Regions from separate parts of the Xenopus laevis genome. Here region 2 is linked to region 1. A link is a contact called in public Hi-C data. All regions are on one chromosome and are shown on one strand. Each heading gives the region's core, a stretch centred on a gene start, on an enhancer-like site or on the middle of the called end of the contact. The rest is flanking DNA. Distances are from core to core; before and after follow the strand shown.

Region 1 (6,427 bases), core at 2,778-5,277:
CAGACAGGAAATGATGTCACACCAAGCTAATATGGCAGTTGCTATCCTAAACAGAGAGAGCTTCTAGAGCGGTTTACTCAAGTAAATATAGTGTTCTAGCTTGCACTATTGTGGCTATTCTATTGGCAATAAACTGCTTCGGTAGCTTTCCTTCTCCTTTAATCATCTTCTGTCTTTCATGTTTTTTCTTGCTGTATCTGCAACTGTGCAGCTCCATAAATGTTTGCACGTGGGACTGGGGCCCTAATAGTGCACCCCCTGCTCTGTGTGCTTGTGTGTATGTTGGTGCGTTGGAGGGTGCAGAGAGTTTGACTATTCAGAGAAAGCCTGAGCTTTGCTTTGGTTGGTTGGGGGGGGGCAGTTAACTCTTCCTCCCATTGTACAGACTGGCAGCTTCATTAACCCCCCACAGAGCTCATTAAAAGCCCATGGAGAGATTCCAGCACAGTCATTAATCCCGAGGGGCCGGCCCCCTGTCTGTGGCCTTTATCTGACGAATAGAAGGGATCAGGGACGTCTTATTGGACCATATGGAGCAAAGCAGGCGACCGGCACAATGGATGTGGGGGGACAGAAGCCCACCAGCAGGGCCCAGACACAAAGAGCCCCGGCAGTTGCACAACTACAGGATTCAATTAAAGGGGAAGTTTCACTAATAGTCTTTGTTATGAGATGTATCATCGCATTGTGACATATTTATGTGAATCATCCAACATCACTTTCCTGCAGCCATAACTCATTCCTGCTGCAAGTCCCAAAGGTGACAGTAATATAGTTGAATTCCCTAGGCACTCTCAGCTCCCATAATCCCTTCTCAACCTGACCTTGATGAGTTTCCTGCCCTGAAGAGCTTGCAATCTAAGTGACCTAACACCACTAAACATTATGGTTAAGGGCCTGATCTTTTGTGACCCAGGCTGACTTCCTGCACTCGCCGCCCTCCTTTTATCAAGGAGTTTAATTGGGATTTTCATGGCCCCTAATCCACTTCTGTCCGAGCTCAATTGATTTAATCTGGGTGAGAATGTGCTGCATCTGTTCCTGGGGTGGCACAGACAGGGCTAGGGCACCTTGTCTGGACTTAAAGGTTCCTCTGGGATATGGGGTTCAACTTGAACCCTGATATATGAATAAGGGGGAGAATATTTCAGCATAGCCGGGTCCCCCTGACGCTCCAGCCTGCGGGGGGGGGGGGGATTACACCGTATAACCAAGGCTGCTTAAATTATGGGATAACAGAGTTTCATCAAGTTTATAGGAGGATGAAGGACACGTTTATGCACTAATGGCTTAACCCTTTACCCTCTAGTTGTCCACTAATCACAACTCCCAGAATCCTCAGTCATCCCCTGGATCAATGCCAGTTATCCACTGATAAAGATCCATGCTTTATTCTTATTTATTCTTAAAGGCGCATACCCAATAGTCAGCAATAATCACGTGACCGTATTAGGGTTACTACATAAGTAGAATTCCAACCTATTTTTTAAAACGGCATTGCCACATTATTTCCACATGTTGCCCATTCTTTTTTCTTTTAATGGACATCAGCAGTTGAGGTCATTGTAGAGCAAAAAGGGGGTTAAAAAAGACAATACGCCCCAAACTCATAAGAAAAGGGTCCTTCTCAGCAGAACAGTGACAACAGGGCAGGCCTTATGGTACGCCAACCAATATGGCAGACCAAGCAATAGGGAAGACCTACCAATTTGACAGAGCAAACAATAGGGTAGACCTACCAATATGGAAGACCAAGCCATAGGGGTAGATGTACCAATATGGAAGACCAAGCCATAGGGGTAGATGTACCAATATGGCAGACCAAGCAATAGGGTAAAGCTGCTAATATGGAAGACCAAGCAGTAGGGTAGAGCTACTAATATGGAAGACCAAGGAATAGGGTAGAGCTACTAATATGGAAGACCAAGGAATAGGATAGACCTATCAATATGGAAGACCAAGCAATAGCGGTAGATGTACCAATATGGCAGACCAAGCAATAGGGTAAAGCTACTAATATGGAAGACCAAGCAATAGGGTAGAGCTACTAATATGGAAGACCAAGGAATAGGATAGACCTACCAATATGGAAGACCAAGCAATAGGGATAGATGTACCAATATGGAAGACCAAGCAATAGGGTAGAGCTACTAATATGGAAGACCAAGGAATAGGATAGACCTACCAATATGGAAGGCCAAGCAATAGTGGTAGACCTACCAATATGGCAGATCAAGAAATATGACAAACCTACCAATATGCCAGATTAAGCAATATGACAGACCTACCAATATGGAAGACCAAGCAATAAGGTAGACCTACCAATATGGAGGAGCAAACAATGGATCAATACATTTTTGGATTCTTATTAATACTTTTGACTTCATTCCTGTGGTGCTCTGTGTTTCTACATACATAGCAGACAAGCAGATCTGGAAAGAAAAATGATTTCCCGTCCAAGTCCAGTTGTGTCTCAGGATGGGCTGTAATCTCTTCAGTGAATCCTTTAAGATCCGCTGAGGGGTTATTATCCCGCTAGTGAAGCCTTTAAAATACCCAGAGGGGCCATAATCCCGCCAGTGAATCCCTTAACCTTTAGCTGGTACTGATCTGCTTTACATTTAACCCTTAACTGACACTGATCTGATTGATGTCTCCCTGGCTTGGTAACGCCCACTGTATCTACTGAGCCTGCAAGTCTGATTCAGTGGTACCAGCACATAATTAAAGGACACATTTACCCTGAATATGAATAGATTTGAATAAGCCTTAAGGTGGCCATACACGGGCCGATAAAAGCTGCAGACAGACCGAGTCGGCAGCTTATTGGCCCGTGTCTGGGGGCCCCCGACGGATGGGATTAAAAATCCCGTCGGATCGCGGCAGCATCTGTTCGTTGATGCGGTCCCGCGATCCGACCGCCCGTTTGCGAACGCTAGGATCCGATCGTTGGGCCCTAGGGCCCACAATCGGATCAGCCCGATATTGCCCACCTCAAGGTGGGCATATCGGAGGGAGATCCGCTCGTTTGGCGACATCGCCAAACGAGCGGATCTCTCCATGTATGGGGACCTTTAAATAGGTAAGTCTTGGCTCACCGGGGTTACTGAACATTCTTGCTCTTTAGAGTAGGGGCACACTGGGCGACTTCGGAAAACGAAGCGCCACATGTGCTTTAGTGCAGGACGAGGTGATTGGTCGCCGCAAAGACGAGGTGATTGGTCGCCAGGCGACTAAATCTCCCTGAATCGCCCAGTGTGCCCCTACCGTTATATTGAGTGCATGAATATGTGATTATACATGTGATTTTATGCAAACACTTGGAACATATTGTTGCACGTAAGCACAAGCCGTAGTGATCACAGAAAACGACACAATGCAGCTCTGCAGGGGATTCTGGGCCGGTGCAATTAACCCTACGACGCACACAAAATCCTTCCCATAAACCCCCTGCAGAGGCAGAGGAACCGGCAAACATACAGGGGCCAGAAGCCTTTCTGTGGGGATTCTGTGGAGTCCTGCTGCTGTCAGGCTGTTCCTGCTGGGGGCACAACACAAGAGCTCCGTGGGCTTCCCGAAGTCTGAACCATAGTCACCTGCAAGTGAAAAGCATAACTAGGAATAAGCAAGGCGGAACGGCTTGGAATAACACACTGAAATGGGAGGGGGAGTGGAAGCAATTTTGCAATTGAAAGGCCTTTTTGTTTACCCTTTTCTGTTCTCTGGTTCTGACTCTCAAAACAATGGAGCAGAAGTCACTTATGTTCCAGGCAGGTTAAACAGCTGGTTTCTGCTACTTTGTTTCAGGAGTCAGTGGCAGTAGTGCAGAGGATTTATTACACATAACTTTGCATGCAGTGAGTTGGGCCCCGTAGTCAGGCAATGCATTAGGGCCACATTATGTAGTAGAAGTGGAGGAGGAGGAGGAGGAGGAGGAGGAAGGCATTTACCTGTCTCTGTGCAGATCAGCGTTTGTTTCCCTGGTGAGAGCTTTTAATTAACATCAGATCACTGCTGATTTGCTCCGACTGTGCGGGGTCGGGGGTCACAGGGACACTCATTAGGGAGCTGCTGAGTCTAATGAATGTACGGTGTGTAGGAGGGACAATCTGTCTCCTGCCATCCTCGCCCTCTGGGCTCACGCTCCTCTTCTTTCCCATGCTGAGTGGAGCAGATCGAAGGACACTTTGTACCTATATCTTAATGGGGGCTAATAAGGTCTGGCCCCTCATTAATAATTAACCTGTTCAATAAGCGCTACATGTGCAGCAGATTGTCAGCTCCTCTGTGTATTGTGCACTGGCAAGGCCTTGTTTATATAGTTAAAAAAGGGGGGCAATTGCAGGAACATTTAGTCAAAGAGAGAAAATAATTGTACTTAAAATTAGAAAGAAATGTAAATGGACCTGTTCTGCACATTAGCTGTACTGTATGAGGAGCTGCCATGTTGCTTCTCCAAAATGGTATGAAATGTAATCACACAGAGTAAAGCACAACAGATGGTGTATTTTGCCCCATCTGATCTGATGTAGTTAATACTAATACTGAAGTCCAACAGTGTTACAAAGTACAACTCACTTAGCTGTGGATGAGATGCTGAGAGTTATAGTTTGACACCAGCTCATCTGGAGTTAGAATATACAAGCAGACATTTGATTGGTTGCTTCTTACAGTTTATATGGTGTTTACTGTTAACTGTACAGTGATACAGCGCACACTATCATTCTGAATGTTTCTTTCTTTCTTTCTTTTTTTCTTTCTTTCTTTCTTTCTTTCACCTTGTTTTGTTTTGTTTCTCTCTATTTCTTTTTTCTCTTTCTCTCTTTTTCTTGCTTTCTTTTCTTTTCTTGCTACTGTATTTGTCTTTCTTTTGTTTTCTTTCTTTCTTTCTTTCTTTCTTTCTTTCCTTTATACTTTAGTTCTTTACTTCTCTCTCTCTTTCTTTTTCTTGTTTCTTTCTTTTTTCTCTCTCTTTCTTTTTGATTATTTTTTTTCCGTTTCTTTCTTTCTTTCTTTCTTTCTTTCTTTCTTTCTTTCTTTCTTTCTTTCTTTCTTTCTCTTTCTTTTTCTTTTTTTCTCTCTCTTTCTTTTTGATTATTTTTTTTCTGATTCTTTCTTTCTTTCTCTGTTTCATTTTCTTGCCCTCGTGCTTCTTTCTTTCTCCTTCTTTTGTTTTCTTTCTCTGTATTTCTTTTTTCTCTTGCTATTTATTTCTTTTTTCTCTTTCTCTCTTTCTTTCTTTCTTTTTCTTTCTTTCTTTCTTTCTTTCTTTCTTTTTTTCTTTCTTTCTTTCTTTTTTTCTCCTTCTTTTGTTTTGTTTCTCTCTATTTCTTTTTTCTCTTTCTCTCTTTTTCTTGCTTTCTTTTCTTTTCTTGCTACTGTATTTGTCTTTCTTTCTTTTGCTTTCTTTCTTTTTTCTCTCTCTTTCTTTTTGATTATTTTTTTTCTGATTCTTTCTTTCTTTCTTTCATTTTCTTGCCCTCGTTCTCTTTCTATTTATTTCTTTTTTCTCTTTTTCTCTTTTTCTTGCTTTATATCTTTATATCTTTCTTTCTTTCTTTCTCTGTTTCATTTTCTTGCCCTTGTGCTTCTTTCTTTCTTTCTCCTTCTTTTGTTTTCTACCTCTGTATTTCTTTTTTTCTCTATTTCTTTCTTTCTTTCTTTCTTTCTTTCTTTCTTTCTTTCTTTCTTTCTTTCTTTCTTTCTTTCTTTCTTTCTTTCTTTCTTTCTTTCCTCTCCCTCTTATTTTGTAACTGGACCAATAAATCCAATTTGGTCGGGTGTGAGAGACATTTAGTCTAATGGTGACATCTCATCCAGTTATCTTGGGAGGCATCTTCCCACCCTTGGTGAGAGCAGGATCCCCACGGAGGGGTTTTCAGAGCAGCAGAGGGACAACATGGAGGAGGAGTTGATCTTAATCCTCTAATCTTGTTAAAGAAAATCCCATTGGTTTCAGAGGTCAGTAAATTAATTAAAAGTGAGAGGGGTCAGGGTGAAGGTATTTGTAACCAGGTGTCACATTCTCAGCTCTGACAGTCAAGTTAACTCCTCCGAAATAACCAGTTAATAATAGCTAAGCCCTGACTGGGCATTGAAGAATAATAAACGGCTGCCTGGGGCTGCTGGGAATTGTAGTTCAATGTGGTTTCCATTAAAGCAAACGACAAGCAGCTTTTCTACCCACTTAATACACTGTTGGAGAATGTGACCATGAACTTTATTGGCAAATAAGCCTCTTCACTAGTTCCACTATGAGCAGTGAAAGGATAATAAGTCTTTCTACAGACTGGATTGGGGAGATACAAATAAAAGGCGAGGTCCTGACTTGGACACAGGAACCTGATACCAACAAATTAAATATTGAGCAGATAAAAATCAATTCATTATATTGACACAGAAATCTGAGCAAGAAACACAAACTCCA
Region 2 (6,258 bases), core at 1,487-3,986, 43 kb before region 1:
ACTGAAATCAAATTGGACCTCAAGATAAACTCTCTGCAATGGGTTCAAGCAGGACCCCTAGATAATATCTCTGCATTGAGACCAAACAGGACCCCCAAGATAATATTACTGCAAAGGAAACAAGCAGAACCCCTACATATCTCTACAATGAGACCAAACAAGTACACAAGATAAAAATCACTGCAATGAGTTGAAGCAGGACCCTTAGATAATATATCTGCATTGAGACCAAGCACGACCCCCAAGATATCACTGCAAAGCGTTCAAGCAGGACCCCTAAATATTTCTACAATGAGGCCAAACAAGACCCCAAGATAAAAATCACTGCAATAGATTGAAGAACCCCCGAGATAATATATCTGCATTGAGACCAAACAGGAGCCCAAGATAAACTCAAGGCAATGGGTTCAAGCAGAACCCCTTGATTTTATCTCTGCAATAAGACCAAGCAGGACCCCAGGATAATATCTTTACATTGAGACCAAGCAGGACCCCAAGATAATATCACTGCAAAGGGTTCAAAGAGGACCCCTAAGTATCTCTACAATGAGGGCAAACAAGACCCCAAGATAAAGTCATTGCAATTGGTTCAAGCAGGACCCCTAGATTATATCTCTGCAAAGGGTTCAGGCAGGACCCCTAAATATATCTATAATGAAACCAAACAAGACCCCAATACAAAAATCACTGCCGTAGGTTGAAGCAGGACATCTATATAATATATCTGCATTGAGACCAAACAGGACCCCAAGGTAAAGTCAAGGCAATGGGTCCAAATAGGACTCCAATTAACTCAATGGGGGGTGAGTTTATTTTTCCTTTGAACTGTATCTAATGTATTGTATGTGGATGAGGAGAGAGGGGGCAATTTACTGGCCCTCTGATCTCTGTTTGCTGAGCCATTGAGCAGCCGTTAGCAGTCAGGTGACAGGAACCAGGAAACTTACAATTAGAGGAAAATCTGGAGACTGAGGGGAAAGGGAAAACAATGAAATGTCTGGGATACAGTTTCGGCTGCTGCACAGGTACATAATAAAGGTCGTTGGATTTAGTCAAGGTTTGGGGGTATTTATGCTCTGCCATAAAGGTCTGAGAGCTGACAGTTTCTACAAGAATTGAAACCCACAAATACAATGTTGAGAAATGAAGGGAAATGTAACTTCCCAATATACAGTCAGTGTAACAGACATGTGAGAATGAAATTGCTATTAAGCTTCAATTGTCTGGTTGTTTATGTTCTGCTGGTTCTGACTCCTGAAACAATGTAGCATCAGATCTGTAAAGAAGTATTCCAGGGTGACTTCTGCTACACTGCCTTGTGTTTTCGGGAGGCCCCCAAATAAACGGGCAGTGTGAAACTAGAGCTGGTATTGTGGGTGCAGGTATTGTGGGTGCAGATATTGAGGTGCAGGTATTGTGGGTGCAGGTATTTTGGGCGCAGGTATTGTGGGCGCAGATATTGTGGGTGCAGGTATTGTGGGTGCAGATATTGTGGGTGCAGTTATTGTGGGTGCAGGTATTGTGGGTGCAGGTATTGTGGGTACAGATATTGTGGGTGCAGGTATTGTGGGTGCAGGTATTGTGGGTGCAGGTATTGTGGGTACAGATATTGTGGGTGCAGGTATTGTGGGTGCAGGTATTGTGGGTGCAGGTATTGTGGGTGTAGGTATTGTGGGTGTAGGTATTGTGGGCGCAGGTATTGTGGGCGCAGGTATTGTGGGCGCAGGTATTGTGGGTGCAGGTATTGTGGGTGCAGGTATTGTGGGTGCAGGTATTGTGGGTGTAGGTATTGTGGGCGTAGGTATTGTGGGCGCAGGTATTGTGGGCGCAGGTATTGTGGGCGCAGGTATTGTGGGTGCAGGTATTGTGGGCGCAGGTATTGTGGGCGCAGGTATTGTGGTGCAGGTATTGTGGTGCAGGCGCAGGGAGTCATTGAATGATTTAATTTCTCTTTTTGAAGCTGCATTTGCATAATGGTGTTTGCACAATCTGTTAAAGGGAACGGCCTTTGTGTCCGGGATTGAAAAAGGTGGCGCGTAAGAAAACGTGGGCTCAACCAAACCATGTGACAGGCCATCATAATCCAAAATTTGCCCAATTTATTAGACAGTTTAAATTATTATCCCCTTCCGGCAAATTTCCAGTGATTTAGTGTGAGCCAAGGATTCTGCTCCTATTTGCGCTGCCACATTTCATATTCCATTAGAACTTTATCTCTCATACGTTGCTCTTCCCCAGCCAAGCTTTCTTATCTCTTCCCTGTTATATTGATCACTAGGCATCCTCCGCTGCAAGTGCTGTTAATGTGAATAAAGGGTAAGTTATCCTGCTGACAGATGGGTGCTGACATTGCTACACACTGACCTGGAGTGACACGACTGTGTACAAAATATAGCCCTAGTGATGCAATATGTTGCCATGTGGTGCCGGCAATGATTTGTACCCACAGTATCCAGGCCTCCTGATCATTATTATATGATCATTATTGCGCTCACATTAGAGACGTTTATAAATAAAGTGCAGATCCCCCGGTGCCCGAGTGGAAACCAGAAAGGAAGAAACTTGCCGCCTGCCCCTAATATCTGACAGTTTCAGGATAATAAGGGAAAGTTTGGGGAATAACATGGAAATCTAAAGGGTCATCAAAAACCATATGTCCCCATGTGATTAATGTTGCAGCAGCTCATGTATCATCTATGGAAAGAATGTGCCTTTGTGCGGCTCCGGGGCCCTTTGTGCGAGTCTCTCCCCCATTGTGTCACTGGCTGCCTGTTAAGTCCCTTCCTGTCCCCTGAGTGGCTTTAACTGATTTTTAAAAGCTGGTTTTCTGCAGTTAATCCACTTTCCCCCCTTTCATGATTTCTGTGCCTTTGTGTAAACTGACAGCGCGAAACTCCATGGGGGAGAATAAGCAGTGAGGGAGGGGGGGTCTTATACGGAGAGGTAACGAGGGGCCCTAATCTTATAGACTGAAAAGAAAAAGCCCACGGAGGGCTGGAGGGAAAAGCAAACAGTTGTTTTAAAAACACAAGGGGAAAAATGCCTACTTACGGCATACGAGGAGATTTGGGGAAATGTAGTCGCCTCTCAGATCGCCTCTTCTTCGGGCGACTAATCTCCCGGCAATGCCTTTCCGCCGGCTACAATCTATCCGGATGGCACTCGGAGCAATCCGTTTTCCGAAGTCATCCAAAGTTGGTGATTTAGATTCTAGCCGGCAGGAAGGCAGTTCGGGGAGATTAGTCGCCCGAAGAAGAGGCGATTTGTCCGCCCGAACCTCCACGTGTGTCTATGCCCTCACGAGGAAACTTCGGGCGACTTTGGAAAACGAAGCCCTCCGAGTGCCATCCCGCTGGCAATTTAGATTCTAGCCGGCAGGAAGGCAGTTTGGGGAGATTAGTCGCCCGAAGAAGAGGCGTTTCGTAGCCGGGTAAGTAATCTCCCCAAATTTCCACGTGTCTCTGCCCTTAGGAGGTGCTGGCAGGGAGTGCACTACAGGTCTGATGATGATGGTCATTTGTGAGCAAGGTCTTACTTTGCCCCATGATGCACTGCTGTATATGACTCCCCAGTAAATGTGAGCAGTATTATGTGCATTGCTCAAAACCTCTAGTGGGCCCTCAATACTCAGGGACCCCCTGTAGCCGGAAGGATAGACTGAAAATAATGGGGGGGCTCACATTATCTTCCCGAAATGCTTCACCCCATACTGATACCCCCCCAACTGCACCTCTGTCTGTCCCAATATTCCATCAACCTATCCCTTTTATGTGCCTAATAGCTAGCTCTTCTGACAACACTGCTCTTCTCCCAAAATGGGTCCCTGCTTGGTAGATCTGTCCCTAATCGTGCAGTAAGTACAGACTTGCCCGTCCCTGGCTGCAAACTTCCTAAATCCATTATCTCCAGTTCACCTCTCAGCTTAACCCCCCAAAGCGTTTAGTCGGTGACCCAACGATCTGCCAGCCCACTGAGCTGCAGTGGAGTGCAAGCTCTTCAGCACTTTTCATGAATGCCATTGTTCCCACCCACCCCCTTCCCGCCTGTAGGGGGCTGAAGAGTGTTAAGTGGAAGTTAATGCGCCATATGGTGTGTTTAAGAGACAGTTTGCCTTGTTTTCTGCTTGTGCTCTTTGTGGCCGTTTATTGGAGCGTGGGGGCTTCTATTCAGCCAAATTCTGCTGGGGTCATGCACGTTCTTTCAGTGCGCAGAGCCCGGGACAGAGGGAGGAACGGACAAATGAAAGAAAGGCTCTGTGAGAATGGAATGATAGACTGAAAATAATAGGGGCTCACATTATCTTCCCAAAATGCCTCAGTGCCCTATATAATCCCCTGCCCATTCCCCACATGCTGTGATTCCTGAGCTTGAGCAGATAAGGAATTCTAACTGACTTTATTTTACCCATGATGCACAGAGACCCCAGGCCTGCAGGGAGTATATTAGTCACAAAGTTGGATTACTCGAGGTGCCTATTGTTTACATAGGTTTAAATAGAATGAAAAGCGTAGGAGCGATATGAAAGCTAGGCAAGAGACAGAGCAAACAAAACCACTATCTCTCCATCTATATATATATATATATATATATATATATAAAGCGAAACATCACTCTTCATTCAGGGGCAGAAAAATATAAATATATGAGTTTAGAGCTTAATAAATAAAAACCCAAGTTCAATTCATTCCTATGGGATTTTTTGAATTATCAACGGATGAAAGTTAGAGCTCACCATTTGATAATGGTTGTAAAAATCCCATAGGGATGAATTGAACTTGGGTGAGATTTTATTTATTAAGCGCTAAACTCATATTTTAATACATCTGTCCTAATGTCTCTAAAAATGACTTTAAAGGGATTCTGTCATGGTTTTTATGATGTAGTTTTTATTTCTAAATGACACTGTTTACACTGCAAATAATTCACTGTACAATATAAAATGTCATTCCTGAACCAGCAAGTGTATTTAGTTGTAATATTGGTGTGTAGGTGCATCTCAGCTCATTTTGCCTGGTCATGTGATTTCAGAAAGAGCCAGCACTTTAGGATGGAACTGCTTTCTGACAGCCTGTTGTTTCTCCTACTCAATGTAACTGAATGTGTCTCAGTGGGACCTGGATTTTACTATTGAGTGTTGTTCTTAGATCTACCAGGCAGCTGTTATCTTGTGTTAGGGAGCTGCTATCTGGTTACCTTCCCGTTGTTCTGTTGTTAGGCTGCTGGGAGGGAAAGACTGACTGAAGTTTATCAGAGCACAAGTCACATTACTGGGGGCAGCTGGGAAACTGACAATATGTCTAGCCCCATGTCAGATTTCAAAATGAAATATAAAAAAATCTCTTTGGAAACAGATTTCAGGGTAGATTCCTGCTGGAGCAGCACTATTAACTGATACGTTTAGAAATAAAAAACATTTCCATGATATTATCTCTTTAAAAAAGGCAAATAAACTACATCTCCCAGCGGAAAGGCTGCAGTTGTGTCCCTGTGTGTAGCAGGATGGCTGAGCCTCTCATTAGGACTGCGGCACCGTGGAGAGATGCACCCCCCCCCCTCGCTTTCATCCTTATCATTCCATTCAGAGCTGTGATCCTGTCAGGGGATTAGCTGTTTGCTCAATGTGGAGCTGAGAGGTTGCACTTGAAGAGAAGAGGAATGAACAGAGCCTGGAATTATTGCTCCGGCTCAATGGGATTTTAGGGGCCTATGCTGAGCCTGAGACCCCCTTCCCAGCCCTTCAGTGAGACAATCCCCTAATTAACAGCAATAAAAGAGGAGATTTTTTTTTGCTATTCAGATCCCCTGAATATACCAGAAATACTCAGCTCCTATTTATAATTGCTTATACCCCCCACCTTCTCCTGACACCTCCAACATGTTCCATTTCAATGCTCCGACGCCCCGCAGAGCTTGCGATTACTCCTATTAGACTATGTTTCATTTCCTCACGCACTTCGCCAACTGTGACTGGCATTCCAAACAGCATCACTCTATAGGTGTCTTCCATGATTAGAGTGTAAGCTCTTTGGGCAGCCTATTTATATTCAGCGTTTCATTGCTATCAGTCCCCGGTGCAGAGGAGCTTACAATCTAAATGGGCGCTACAGACACCCACTAAGGACAGGTTGATCGAGGGCACTGATAGGTTCCTGGTTGGACTTTGGGGGGACACACAAGGAAAGAAACTGTACCAATATAAAGAGTGATAGGGGGAATGTACCCAACAGTTCAGTCTTGCACCCCTTTATGAACTGCAAA

What was found. A called contact is a pair of places that touch in the nucleus more often than the background predicts.
Region 2: a Hi-C map of animal cap shows a contact between it and region 1, with 3 times the contacts expected there. The contact joins two enhancer-like sites. A contact is called at or near these places in 2 of 4 Hi-C or Micro-C datasets (the XTC cell line and animal cap).

What each region holds. Positions count from the first base shown.
Region 1 is chr7S:109,533,816-109,540,242 of Xenopus_laevis_v10.1, reverse strand. No RefSeq gene overlaps it. Among protein-coding and RNA genes, the nearest start is that of nphs1.S, 13 kb to the right of the region's middle. Within about 2 kb of position 4,027, at least 5 of the 7 cell types and tissues checked have an H3K27ac peak or open chromatin away from gene starts, as enhancers often do. A contact at or near this core is called in animal cap, where this site is marked.
Region 2 is chr7S:109,575,744-109,582,001 of Xenopus_laevis_v10.1, reverse strand. All of the region lies in intron 1 of kirrel2.S (kin of IRRE-like protein 1), which reads right to left. Among protein-coding and RNA genes, the nearest start is that of kirrel2.S, 8.3 kb to the right of the region's middle. Within about 2 kb of position 2,736, at least 5 of the 7 cell types and tissues checked have an H3K27ac peak or open chromatin away from gene starts, as enhancers often do. A contact at or near this core is called in animal cap, where this site is marked.